Linked DNA regions of Ostrinia nubilalis: region 1 is linked to region 2. Evidence: chromatin contacts called from public Hi-C data. All regions are on one chromosome and are shown on one strand. Each heading gives the region's core, a stretch centred on a gene start, on an enhancer-like site or on the middle of the called end of the contact. The rest is flanking DNA. Distances are from core to core; before and after follow the strand shown. Region 1 holds the start of LOC135080938 (probable nucleoporin Nup54). Region 2 holds the start of LOC135080768 (dynamin).

The links. Hi-C and Micro-C count contacts between places; a contact is called where the count stands out from the background.
Region 1: a contact with region 2 is called in a Hi-C map of whole body, with 8 times the contacts expected there. The contact joins the promoter of LOC135080938 here to the promoter of LOC135080768 in region 2. A contact is called at or near these places in 2 of 5 Hi-C or Micro-C datasets (both in whole body).

The regions. Positions count from the first base shown.
Region 1 is chr2:6,143,711-6,146,966 of ilOstNubi1.1, forward strand. LOC135080938 (probable nucleoporin Nup54) reads left to right here and starts at 1,849. Exons shown (of 13, transcript XM_063975668.1): 1 at 1,849-2,152; 2 at 2,407-2,517; 3 at 2,976-3,074. The coding sequence starts at 2,086. LOC135086298 (endothelial differentiation-related factor 1 homolog) reads left to right here and starts at 423. Exons shown (of 1, transcript XM_063981086.1): 1 at 423-1,244. The coding sequence starts at 542. The coding sequence ends at 982.
Region 2 is chr2:5,880,547-5,883,587 of ilOstNubi1.1, forward strand. It overlaps LOC135080768 (dynamin), which reads left to right and starts at 1,431. Exons shown (of 17, transcript XM_063975495.1): 1 at 1,431-1,807. The coding sequence starts at 1,644.

The DNA of each region.
Region 1 (3,256 bases), core at 599-3,098, 260 kb after region 2:
CTTTGCGAAAAGACGCTTTTGGTGTATAATATTATGTGTGTTCATAAATAAAGTAAAATTATTAAATTCAAAAGTTTTTGTTTACTTATTTGCATTTCCATGTGCAATGTAGAATTTTTCCAAATCCATTGTTTTGAAAATAATACAATACGTACACCATAAAGATAAATATTTTCAAAATAATGGATTTGAAAAAATTCTACATTGTACATCATAAAAACAATAATTCTTTGAAGGTTATGAGGGCCTATGTGTGCGTGAACTGTGTGTATGTGTGCGTGGACTTTATGTATGTATGTGTGCGTGTACTATGTATGTATGTGAGCATTACGTACGTAGGTTAAGTACAGGGAATTTAACACCAGGCTGTCAATTAGTAGGTTCAAAAATTTGACAGAGAGGGTTCTCTATTTCCTATGTATTACTTTTCTCTATGGCAAAAACAAAATTACTTCACCTCGGAGAACACGAGTGAGGTTTGTCACGGCGAAAAATTTTTCGTAATTTCGTCAAGTCTACCCAGTGATATTACAGCAGCAAAATGTCTGATTGGGATACGGTTACCATTCTACGCAAAAAACCACCTAAAGCGTCTGCATTGAAGACTGAACAAGCCGTTAATGCCGCACGTCGTCAAGGTTTGCCCGTGGATACTCAACAAAAATATGGTGCAGGTACTAATAAACAACACGTTACCACAAAAAATACAGCTAAATTGGACAGAGAAACTGAAGAACTGCGCCACGATAAGATTCCGTTGGATCTGGGAAAACTTATAATGCAAGGACGGCAGGCTAAAGGCATGAGCCAGAAGGATTTGGCTACGAAAATTTGTGAAAAACCTCAAATTGTAAACGATTATGAAGCCGGTCGTGGAATACCCAATAACATTGTACTCGGCAAAATCGAAAGAGCAATTGGCATAAAACTTCGCGGAAAAGAAAGAGGCCAACCACTACAGCCTCCTGGAGGAAAGAAATAACGGATTCCCTGGGAGGCGAAGACTATACTCCGATTATTTATTGCATAATAATTGCCTCTAAATTGCTGTTAAAATCTCAATGTATAGGTCACATTGAAAAAAGAATATTCATTTAATTTTCTCTGGAATGTTCCGTTTGTGATTACGACATATTTCTATGCTGTTGTGTGGGCATTGGCTAGTGTTACCACCACGAAAAATAATTATAATGTTGAGCAATTTAAAATGTGATATGCAATAAAAATAGTTATGATTTGAGAAATAGTTTGATTTGTTAAACCCTCCCCTTTTATGTACCCACCTAATAATGCGAATGCGAAATTGAGTTTTCTGCAAGTGGAGTGTATCTTCCGTCCCGTCCCTAGCCTTTTTCGCGATAGTAGTGACTGTGACTGGCGCAAGTCCGAATTTGGCTAAATAAATACAACGCGACAATGCGCTCCGCGTTTGTATGTTAATAAATAATATAGTTTCGCTCCGTGAATTGATTCGATTTTCGGGGCAATCTAAAAGTTCTACTTGTCTAGGCTCGGAGCTCGTAAGAAATTGGCAGTCATGCAATGGGGCAATTTTGGAACAAACAAAGAAAAAGTAGAAACACCTATTCGACGCAAATCATTAAATCACCGAAATGGGCTAGCTGTGGATTCTTTTCATTTACTGACCATATGACTGACCATTAACTTTTACTCATGATGTGGATACGATACGATATGACTGACCATTAACTTTTACTCATGTGGGTACGATACGATACGATACGATCATCTACTAGTGGTAAATACTCCTTGTACATCATGTATCAATTGGAGTAAAAGCTTGTATCCAGAGCCGTGAAATAAATGTCAAATTTTATAAAAATAATTAAAAATGCTACGATTGACAGCTGCTGACTGACAGCCTGGTACCGACGATACATTTTGAATTTTTGATCGAAATTATTTATTATAAACACATGTAATTAAAAGTATTCCATAATTCAATTTATTGGTCAGTTTCGGTCACCTTTCTACGCTGCAAAGAGTTGCGGCAAGAATTTCAATATTGCAGTGTTTTGAGGTTATGATACATAGTTTATAAACAAGAGATATCGTTAGGCCGATATGGCTTTTTCTTTTGGTGCTTCTACAGGTACCACCCAGAGTGCCCCTTTCGGCTCTGCAGCTAAACGTAAGTTTGCATAATGTATAGTTATTTTCCCAAAACTTTGACTTAGTCACAATAATGTTAAATGTTGCTAATGGCATCAAGTTGGTCCCGTTGCGCACTAGTTATTGAGGTATTTTTGTACTATTTATTTAGTTCTTGTGCTTGCGTCTGAGTACATCCCTTTAACTACAACTGACTCTTAAAGTTTGACAATTAATTATATGTATTTTTCTAAAAGGTTTAGATCTTATGGCTTATGTTTGTGTATGTTATAGCAACATTCTCATTTGGGAGTACTAATACTGCCACTACCTCAAACGCTGGATTCAGTTTTGGAACCTCCACAACTTCCTCTGGCTTTGGTTCATTGGGAGCAACTAGTACAGGTATATTTTTCTTTTGATACTGTCATTTATCGACTTTTAAAAAGACTGCATAATGTTTAAATAATACTTAAATTCAAGGCTTTCTGGTGTAATAGTTAATTACTGGAATACTATGCTCTAAGTCACATCCATTCTGTTTTGGCTTTATTATTTGATCTACAAGCTACAAGTTCCTTTAAAAACTAAATAGTCTGCTATTGATAAGCTTAGTACCCAGAAAATGAAGTGTAAATTTTAATTAACTAGCTTTTGCTCGCGGCTTCATCCGCCTGAAATTTAGTGCCACAGATTCGCATAAATTATAGCCTATATGTTAATCTGGGTTACAAATAATAATACTGTAAAGTTTCAACCAAATCTGTTCAGTAGTTTTTGTGTGAAAGAGTAACAAACATCCACACTAACTTTCACCTTTATAAATTATTAGTAGGATTTATTTTATTTTATTTTGTATGCAGCTGCACCTTTTGGAGGCTTAGGGACAGCTCCGGCGTCTACGGCACCATCATTATTTGGTGGAACTGGCTTTGGAAATACAACATCTAAACCTGCAACAGGTAATGTAGTCTGTTAATTTGCAACTGTGAAGTATGTGATTATTATAAAAAAATATCGCTTTTCCTGGTAAGCTAGTACTCGGAGGCGAATTGTAATTAAAATAGTGGCGATCACAATAGATTACTGGTCAGTGATACTGGGACTTCATGGAACCAGAATAGCTGTTTAACGAAAAAAAAAA
Region 2 (3,041 bases), core at 181-2,680:
TGGCGTTAACAAAAAAAAAAACACGCGCATTGAACAGTGGTTTAAAATGTCGTTTTCCTATTTTAATGTGAATAAATTAAACTTGTTCAACGCGCACTTAACTTTTTGTAATGGCCGCTTGTTTATGTGAGTGGGTATAATTTCAAGCCAAAATTCTGTATTCCATACAAAGGTGTCTACAAAGATTTTCAATGTCTTTGGAAAATGTAATGATTTCAAAAGAATGGATCAATGAGCGTTTATCTTTCAATTATCTTTGCGCAGTTGTGTTCAAAAAAAATTAATATTATTGTCTTTGACAAATGACAGTTTTTTGACTTTGATTTTTTGACATATGGGGGGCTAATTCTACAAAAGGGCCAGCTGAGACCAAAATTTAAAAAATAAATAAATATAAATTAAATGTGTCCCAGAAAGTGGGACCTCTTCTTCTATTACTTAGACATTTTTTGTCATTAACGGACTCAGGAGGACTCATGAACTAACTTTCCGCCAACATTTTGCCGTTCGCCATTCCTATAGCATGGCTTGCATGATTCGAACAATGGGTTAATGAATTTTACATATTGGACGGCTGTTTATTGATAGTGGTTTGTAAGGGACTACTATCATGCTAGACGTCACGGGTTCGATTCCCGCTATAAATTTAATATTCACATTGCATTTGATAATGTTTGCTTAATTTGGGATTAAATGGAAATGGCGCAGTGTAAAATGTCCAATGATATTTATAAGTTTTATGATCATTAGTAATTTGTTTGTTATTGGAAATTGAATTCCGTCCGACCCGTCCGTAGATGGGTCCAAATTATATAGTCTGTAGGTAAAAATAGATTCCGGTATAGAAAATTATATTCTCCTCTTTCCTCCTATTAAGATAGTGAAATGTTGTTCAAAATATTTTCTGTACGTGTTTCAAAACTTTATGACATACGAACGTATACTTACCTTACTTACTACTTACGCAAGTATCCTAATATTCGCTATAGGTACCTACCTATAGCGAATATTCTTTTTAATGTAGTATAATAACATAATATAAAGCATAATCATCATTTAGCCTTTTTTCCACACCTTCTCTGGCCAAAGGGGTGGAAGAGGTCTAATGTTAGCTTAATATTATTATAATATAAATAGAATAATAATAATTATGCAATACTACACTAATTAATCAGACATGTTTTACATTGCATAATAATTATGGCACGAAATCATCATGCTGTGATAGGTAATGTATAGTACTAATACCTCGTAACAAATTAACAATTAGATAACATTTATCTCTTTTTTTTTTACGATATCTAACTATTTATTAATATGTCTACTATTTCGTGTTTCCGTGCGTGGTGCAATATTTGCTTCAGTTGGCATACAACTGTGTAAAATAATACCTACCCGAGCTAAATCATCCTACCTAAACCTACCTACCTAGAACTTATTGCATGGATGGTGGCAGTGAAAATACAAGCAAGCCAGGAAATTCAATGATTTTTCTCGTAGAGATGGCAATAACGGTCGATCTCTTCTAATGCATACGCATGCGCTTTATACCCGTTGGGATCATATTGATGAACGAAAAATCAGTAGGCGAAGTTCTGCGGAGAAGCTCATAGAACGAGGAGTGCCTGAGAAAACCGGCAGCCATGTCGGGGAATTTAGGAATGGAACAATTGATTCCAATTGTGAATAAGCTACAAGATGCTTTTACACAACTTGGTGTGCATATGCAGTTGGACTTGCCACAAATAGCAGTTGTAGGTGGACAATCGGCTGGTAAAAGTTCAGTGTTAGAAAATTTTGTGGGCAGGTACGTAGTCTATTTTATATCAAATAAAATTTTCATTTAATCATAATTTGTTGCTACATTAGTGAAAACAAGTATCAGTACCCTATATTATTTATATCCATAATTACCCAAGTATATAATTTATGTTATAAGTTGTAACAAAAAGATCGATAAGTGAGATAAAAAAATGATTAGGTATCAAATTTAAAGAGAGGAAAGTCTCCCTTAATATTAATTAACAATTTTTAATTCCAATAATGTAATATGTTTCGGTTGTAGGTATTTTTTATGGAATATTTATAGTAGTTTTGAATTCATTTGAGATTTTACAAATTATTTGAAGACTTTCTAATTCTGTTACTTCTTTAAGCTTTAAAAACGATTCGTGAAACATAATATTATTTTTGTATACTGGCCTAGATTTAGTGCGCATGTCTAATGTTATTGATTGGTTATGTACTTTAAAATGTGAATGACTTTAATTGATTATTTGTTACTGTTATACATACATACTATACTATTTTCGAAGATATCGAAATATAAAAAATTTATTTGTTAACCCTTAAAACCACTTACAACTGAAATGTGGTATTTTGCTCTAAGCGCTGTACAGCGCTACATGATTAGAGATGGGTTTCCACCCGGGTAAAAACCCACATGAGGGTAAAAACCCAATAAAAACCCGTTTCATTCCACCCGTGGGTGTTTACACCGGGTGAAAACAAATAATTTTATAATTATTTCAATTGGTATCTTTTCTTTATTTTTATCGAATTTTTCTCATTTAGGTTTATTGATTCAAAAGCTCAGCCGTGATTCCATCATCACCCGGTGCCTTGTTGTTCTTTAGCTGTTTGAGAGCCATTCTAATCTCGTACAGACTGACGTCCGGGATATCTTCGGTATAGTGTCGGATCAATCTAGCTCTTGGGTCTTCGGCTAGATTTGTGACAGGTGTGCGCACACTCGAAATTTAGTAGGAACACAATAATTTGTGATCATGGCAAGGACATGGAGGGGGGGGATGCCAAAGATGCCAAACTCTCTCTTTGATGACATTACGGTATAAAGTTACAAATAACAACACCAACTACAAAGTACTTCTGCTTAAAAACTTGAAATCGAACCGCCCTTCCGCCACTGTAACGCATTGTAACGTTTTTCAAGACCTCCTCTCCCCCCAGATTGCATTACGTAACACTAGAACGCCCCCTTAGCAACAAATACCACTTCTCACTTTAAAAAAACGCTATTT